2 separate regions of the Gasterosteus aculeatus genome follow, and region 1 is linked to region 2. A link is a contact called in public Hi-C data. All regions are on one chromosome and are shown on one strand. The core of a region is the stretch at or near the end of the contact, and the rest is flanking DNA. Distances in the headings are between cores, read along the strand shown.

What was found. Hi-C and Micro-C count contacts between places; a contact is called where the count stands out from the background.
Region 1: a Hi-C map of tail fin shows a contact between it and region 2, with 2.6 times the contacts expected there. The contact joins the enhancer-like site here to the promoter of hoxb5b in region 2. A contact is called at or near these places in 2 of 6 Hi-C or Micro-C datasets (skeletal muscle and tail fin).

What each region holds. Positions count from the first base shown.
Region 1 is chr5:8,034,752-8,038,559 of fGasAcu3.hap1.1, reverse strand. All of the region lies in intron 11 of skap1 (src kinase associated phosphoprotein 1), which reads right to left. Among protein-coding and RNA genes, the nearest start is that of snx11, 9.4 kb to the left of the region's middle. Within about 2 kb of position 2,014, at least 2 of the 9 cell types and tissues checked have open chromatin away from gene starts, as enhancers often do.
Region 2 is chr5:7,986,990-7,990,800 of fGasAcu3.hap1.1, reverse strand. hoxb5b (homeobox B5b) reads right to left here and starts at 1,799. Exons shown (of 2, transcript XM_040176912.2): 1 at 822-1,799; 2 at 1-345. The coding sequence starts at 1,446. The coding sequence ends at 98. hoxb6b (homeobox B6b) reads right to left here. Exons shown (of 3, transcript XM_078102980.1): 2 at 2,991-3,023; 3 at 2,077-2,892. The coding sequence ends at 2,612. The region is part of intron 1 of LOC144407964 (a long non-coding RNA gene); the gene reads left to right.

The sequences.
Region 1 (3,808 bases), core at 765-3,264, 48 kb before region 2:
TGCTGGGCATTTTTAATATTTTTGGACAATTTATAGAATAAATATTGTGGGTGTAAAAAATTAAAATAATGAATTTTGTAGTTAGTTTTAATTGATTAAAAGAGCCGTGAATGCTCTGATGGTCGGATGGTCCTGATTCACCAAAAGCTAAGAGTAAAGTGTTCTCTAGGTGCAGGTATCTACTCTACCGATGTATTAAATTAAATCATTTATTTTTTTATTTAAATACTGGACTTTATGTGGAAACATAAGAAATGAAATAGAATTAAAGTCCTGCTTCTAAATGCCTTAATAAAACCAAATTCAGTCGGAGAAAAGTCTGACACAAAGAGTAAAGTAAAAATATGATTTAGTCACACTGTTGTTTGAGGATCAAATCTGACCTTCAAATGAAATGTCATTGTTTCAAATAAATGTACCAAATGTATGTTTCATTGGTTGAATCCTTTTTTAAATTGACATTTCTCATTTACTTTTTAAGTATCAAAATATATTCAATAAAATTGTGGGTGACTTTTTAGGATGCATGTTATGTTAAGGATGGTGGTCAAAGACAATAATAGAAGTCTAAATATTCTACAATTAGTCCCTTAAACAATCCAAAACATGCAGATATTCTATGACGCAGATCAAAAAAACAAAAAAAACAAAATATTCCATCCGAATTTAAGAACCAGAGCGCTTAACAACATTGACAACAACACCAGCACGGTGTTCTGATGGTGCCAGGTCTGCACGGGACCATGTGGCCAGAGACCGGAGGAGGCACCAGCCGGCCGCCGTTCTCCTGGAACTCATCGCTCTGCTCGCTGAGCTCCGGCAGATCGGGAATGGCTGCGTGAGCGCTTTGTCTCGGGCCCGAGGACAAGATGGGACACACACACACACACACACACACACACAAACGCACGCGCATGCACACACTCTCACTGACATGACGGAGAGCGTTTTGGGGAAAAGGTGGCGCCTTCTCTCCACCTGGAGGAACGAGGCCTAATGAGAAGCAGCGATGGATGGATGAGCACCGGCAGCCAAGAGGAGCCTCGTTGGCTCAACTCGGCTCACGCAGAGATGCTCCGCTGTGCTCGGCCTCTCCGGGTTCATAAAGCAGGGGGTGGTGGGGAGGGGGTTACGGGGGGGCAAGGTCCGAAATCGTCTTTTTTTTTAATTGCACCCCCATGAGGCCGCAGAGTGGGGGGGTGGCAGGCGATTGCGGAAAGCCGGCTCAGGTTCCCATCCTTGCTAGCGTGAACAGAAGAAGAGGAGAGGGTGAGGGAGACAGCCGGACGGGGGGTGGCGGGGGGGGGGGGGGAGACATTCGGAGAGAGCGAGGGGGAGAGAAACTGTTTTTCTCTCCCTTGGGGCGTCGCAGCACTATTCCACCAACCGAAGTGACAGAGAGTTTTATTTATCTCCGCGGCCCATCTGTGCAGTCACTCTCAAATTCTCCCTGAGAAAGGTCTTTTGGATTATCAGCGCCGCCATTTTAATACAACTGCTACATCACAGAGTGGGTGCCAATGGCAGTGGAAGTCTGTCAGGCGTGCAGAGTCCATCTTCCTCATACTTGAAACGGGTTCATCCAGAGTACACCTGCTGTAATAGGGACATTCCAAGAGGCGGGGAGCGAAGATTATCCAAATCACAAAAACTATGCAAACTCCTCAATGTCCTCTTCCTTCTGTTTGTTCCTCCTCTCTTCTTTTATTTGTCTCTAAGGTTGATTTGTTTTTGGGTGGTTTTGCATTTTAAGCCCCTGAAACGCCATCGTCAGGGGCCCAAGAAACAAAGTTCACGTCTTCCTGCCGAGTGGCTTGAAGGTGATAAAATCAAGCGTCCCGAGAGAAGTCTGGTTTTATCTTCTGGATGCAGATAAGATCCACTGTGTGAGGGTGACGGGAGGCGTGGGGTTTGTGGTGGGGGGGGGGGGGGGTGTTGCCAAACAGCGCCGTGTCGTGGCGGCACGTTGACTCGTTGACCTCCCGGTGACTCCTCCGCCGAGAGAGAGAGAGGAGAGGAAGGGAACGAGCGCTGGCGGGGCTGGCAGCGAGAGCGGGTTGCCATGACAACACCTGCAGTGTACCGGCGCGATCGTTTATTTACCACTCAGGGGGCTGGCTAATGGCTGGCATTCTGATGGGCCCATCGCTCACGGTCCCGTAACCGGAGGACGGATTGACAGCTACTCTGAGCTTGGAGCGGGGAGAAGGTGAGTCGAGGGTTGGGTGGAGGCGGCGAAAGACAGCGAGGTGGCGGGGAGGTGTGTTGGGGGAAGGGGTGGGGGGTGCAGGGGTTCAGGGGGGCGGTGGGGGGGGGGGGGGGGGGGGCGGCCTGCCTCCTTCCCGATTGTGCTCCCAAAAAGCTTTAAAATCTAGGTCAGAAAAATAAATGCATCTGTTTTGGAGAGGTGGGGTAGGAATATAAAACTGTGGACAGATGTTGTCTTTTTTCCCATTTTCATCACACATGCTCCCAAATGACACACACGCACACACACAATCCCAAATGCATACAAACTAGGGGGAGTGCTAATAAGCCTGACACATGAGGCATCTTTCCTCGGCCACCAGCTGACTGAGGCAGGCCTTGGGCGTGATGGAGCGCAGGAAGTCTCTCATTGCCCTGCCGCTGAACCCGCCGCCTGGGTGTTACAAACCCCCCCCACACACACACACCCTGCCCACCCCTCCTACTTTCCTCCCCTTCCTCTCTTTTCCATCTCTTCCCACTTGCATCCTCTCAGTTTTTTTTCTCTTTCTCACTGCATTTCTTTCTGCTCTGCATCGGACTCGTCTGAATCGCTGCAGCTCTCTGCAGTCCTCCCGTCACTGGTCACTTTAACAAAGAAACATGGACGCCGCTAACACAGATCTGTAACCCTGCTATTAGGTTAGCGAGCTCTTCTCCCTGCTCACACAGGTAACACCTAACAAATCGACCCCGATAGGACCTGTAACTGTGGGGGAGGGGCGGGATGCTTATTTCGGGGATGTTACAAGGACTCTGTGCCAAAAGTGATCTTGTCGAAATCCATCCAGAAATATGGACGATAATTCTGCTGGTCCAGCGATCGAAACGGCTACTTAGTGTCCATTTTTTTCCAAGTGGGCTTTTAATTAAATCAGTGAATTGGCTTCAAATTGGAAACATGACGGAGCCTGAGAACGTTTGAAAATATCTCAGGGACGATGAGATTTAATAAGAAGAAAACCTACTCGCTCCTTTCTAATGCACGCCTGGGATTACAGATAGCTCCTTAACTTAATAGCAATTTAAAGTGGATTTGTGTATGCCACTGAGTGTCTGTAATGATGGCTGTTTACGCCGCCCCTCATTTATAATAATTAGGCAGAATGGATTGGGGGTGGGTTGCTCGGACGCGGTTCGGGGCTATTGGCTTGGGCTGAATAATGACCTACTGTAGTTGACCGGGAGTTGACCGCTGCCTCCTGCATGACCCCCAAACCCCAGACTCACCCCCTGCTACTTTGGGTGGTAAATAGGATGTCTTGCCTGTCTATAGCGTCTTGGTGTCTATGGGCACAATAGCAGCCAGGGGTCTTTAAATGGGTGTGTGACAGAGAAAAGGAGAAAGGACAGAGAGGGGGGGGGGGGGTTCACACAAAAGAATAAAAAGGACCCGCCCCCTCTTTGTCTCTCTTGCTTGACTTTTCCCATCTCATTGTTTGCCCACTTTTTCTTTTCTGGGGCTGCATTCAGTGCAGTGTGACCCGCGGGCTGCGGCTTGTTAAACAGAGGAGACCCCAAGAGGTCACAGGTAGCCCGGACAGAGAAGATTGAAACTTTA
Region 2 (3,811 bases), core at 550-3,049:
CTTTTTTTGTCATTTTTTTTAAATAGTGTTATTTGTTTTACTCTCCCCCCCACCGCGCATCCTCCCCTTCCCCCACCAAGAAAAAAAAAGTTATTATTCAGTTATGGAAGGCGCTGCCTCCTGTCACCAGACTCATGCTTTTCAGCTTATTGTCCTTCTTCCACTTCATCCTGCGGTTCTGAAACCAGATTTTGATCTGTCTTTCGGAGAGACACAGGGCGTGTGCTATCTCTATCCTCCGCCGCCTGGTCAGGTACCTATTGAAGTGAAACTCTTTCTCCAGCTCTAGCGTCTGGTACCGGGTGTACGCGGTTCGGGCCCTTTTCCCATCCGGTCCAGTCATATCTACAACAATCAATTGTTCACAGAAAAATCCAAATTAGCAACCGCACTGAACAACAACAACAACAACAACAACGAAGAAAAGAGGTTTGCACTGCAACGCTTTTCTGTAAATGTTTAGCTGCACGCACACGCACACGCACACGCACACGCACACACACACACACTGGAGGGGTCACAACACGAGGAGAAGGCATGCGACACAAAACAAGCACTCACACGGTTCTCTCTCAGCTCCAACTCCCGCAGACAAAAAAAAAAAACCCCAGCCGGCACATAACCCCGAAAAAACATAACACAACCAGCCGAGCCCACCTCCACAAATACTGACCCTTTTTGTTACCCCCCCACCCCCACCACCACCTATCGTCTCCATACACACCGAGATGCTCACTCATGCAAACACTCTGGCAGATTTATGACACGCCGTCCAGCGTGACATCCGTCCAAACTAAATATTATTAGAGGTGTGAATATACCATGGCTTATGTGCAGTTTCCGCATCCAGGGGAATATTTGTGGCGACTGGCAATCATTCGATGAGGGGGTAGAGGAGGTGGCGTTTGGATCCTGGTGGTGCTGCTGCTGCTGCTGCGCCCGGGTGGCCGAGCCGGAGCCGCCGCTGCCGTGTGCGCCCTCCTCGGTCTCGGAGTTGACGGAGGGGTCCTCTATCTCCGTGAAAAGCGCGCTTCCGCCGCCGTTGTTGTTGTTGTTGTTTTTGTTGAGATTGTTGCCGCTCGCGGTCGAGCTCCGGTCACAGGGAGGAGAGGGGCTTTTTAGTTCCAGCGGCTCGCGGCTGGCCGTGGCGCACGACGGCGGCACCGGGTCTGGAGACGCGAGGGAGCAGTTGGGCGTCTGTCTGTACCGGGCGTCCGGCGCGAATCCACGGCCGTCCTCCCTCACGGCCCCGAAGTGGCCGCCGTTGTTGGCGCGGTTCACGGTTAGGTCCATGCCATTGTAGTTGTAGCCGAAAGACCCGGAGTGCATGGTGCCAGGGTCTCTGAAGGAGCCGCTCACAGCGCCGTTAGTCCCATAATTTAGTAACTGATAGTCGGAGCCATTTGGATAGCGCCCCGAGAACGAGTTTACAAAGTAAGAGCTCATTTGCTTGGATTTTTAAAGCCTCGATTTGTAGATCTTTGTCGCTATAATCCTGTGTGCTTGCACGATTTATGGACGCAATCATGAATTATAAGCAATGAAGCCCCTACTGTACTTTGCCAGGTATGCGGCCAAATATGGGAGAGCGTTCGAGAATCACGTGCCTTTGTTGACCAGTCGTAAATCCTCACTGATGACTTCAAGAGGTAATTCATGCTCCGTGGTTACAAATGATGACGAAATAATGGTCGTTAGGCTCCAGTCAATGGTGCCTCCCCGCTGCGCTCCCGAGAGCCCGAGCGGACAGAGAGCGCCATCTTCTGGACAGAGGCGGTATCGCTTCAGCGGGGACGCGCCGCCAGCGGCCCGCGGAGCCATCCATCATTTTCCGTAACGCGCTGACGATACAGGCCACAAAAGGCTCAGGTAACGCATAACAGAGACGTATCATCCGCGCTGCTGGCAGCTTAACGCGTGGAGTGTCAACGTGGAATTATTTTTCATCGTTACCCGGAGTTTCATGGGTATTTTTATTGGTTTATTGTTGCGTCAGGAGACGTTCAGCACCGTGTTAGAATAATACTTACAATAATGATAGTCTGTTTTTAAAAACAAAACGACGCCACAAGATCGTCCAATATACATCAAAAAGCCTTTATTTCTATGTACAATTTCCTAAACAAAATATTTCACGCAATATCCAAATGTGCATTGAACCGGAGGTGAACAACAATAAATAACATGTAACATTTCTTGTCTGTACAGATGTCAGATGGCACAGCTGCAAAAACATCAAGCCTAAGACTATTATAGAACAACGAACACCACGGGAGGACAAAATAAGAACAAACCCAGTAGCCCCTTACGATAACGACAGAGTAAAAACAAAAAACTGAACACTAAACATATTTACATTTTGGCGGATTTTGCATAAAGTCCCCCAAATGAAGACACGAGCACAAGGACAGACAAGAGGACCTGGTTTCAACCTAATGCACCAAACACCACCGTGCAGATACTGAAATGAAGTCTATCCGTCTCTAACATGGCATTGGCAGCACTTTATCTACACAAAAATTATACATCATTTTTATTATGGCAGTGTGCACACGAACGCGCGCGCGCGTACACACGAACACGCACACACACACGCACACGCGCCTTCCCTTCAGTGTCCCTTTATCTCCTTTTTCTCTGCCTGTTGTTGTTCCTCCTCCTCTTCTTCGGGTGTCTTTGAAGGATTCAGGAGCTTGTTCTCCTTTTTCCACTTCATCCTGCGGTTCTGGAACCAGATCTTGATCTGTCTCTCCGTGAGACACAGGGCGTGCGAGATCTCTATCCGGCGCCTCCTGGTCAGGTAGCGGTTGAAGTGGAACTCCTTCTCCAGCTCCAGGGTCTGGTAGCGGGTGTAGGTCTGTCGGCCCCTGCGGCCACTGTTGCCAAATGGACCTGGAGGGGAAAAAATGTTTATATTCAATTAATCAATTCATTGATAATTAAATGTTTTGTCTTGAGTCAATGTCGAAAGTGTAGGAGGAAAAATCTACCTGAGAGTGCACTCGAAATCTGTAGTGGTGTGTCTGAAAGAATACAATAAAGTAAGGATTCAGATGTCTGGTGTATTTCAACTCCAAATCACAGTGAAACATTCAAATGTAATATTTCTTAGTGTATAAAGTAGATAAGGGAATTACCTGTACTTTGTTGTATGTATTCTTTTTAATTTTCTCCTATATTTCGGTCACAGCCTTCTTACACAAAAAGCTAATATCAATGTTCGTTTAAAATGTATATATTGTAAGATATGACCATATTCACATATTATATAGATTTAATATACAAATTGCACACATTACGTGAGTTTATATCTACCTTTGCCTATGCTTTATTATAAAAAAAACATCATTCATGATGTCATTATTGTGGGCTACAGGATGTATGTGAACACAGCGTGGTGCGTAAAAGTGCCCTCATGGTGAATTTCCTCTCCTAGGACAGCATCATATGTCCCACTGAGCATTGTAATCAACGACGCTCATATGGGAAGTCGTGTTTTATGAAATGTGTGATATTTAGAAGCTGCTCGAGGTGTTTCTGCAATGTTTAATGTCGCTCTAAAACTGAGAAAAGGGCCCATTTCAAGGATGCAATGTGATACTAAAAGCTGTAAACTCGATATCGAGAGAGGGGGGGGGGGGGGGTGTTGGCCAAGTCTCTGTGTGCGTGGGTGCGCGTGTGTGCGCGTGGTTTTCCCGTGTATGCATGTATGTGATGATGATGTCGCAGCCGAAGCCCCCGAAGGCGCGCGGAGCTCCGCGCGCAATCACAACACGAATCTCAAACTTTCTGCGGCGCAACCGCGTTAATT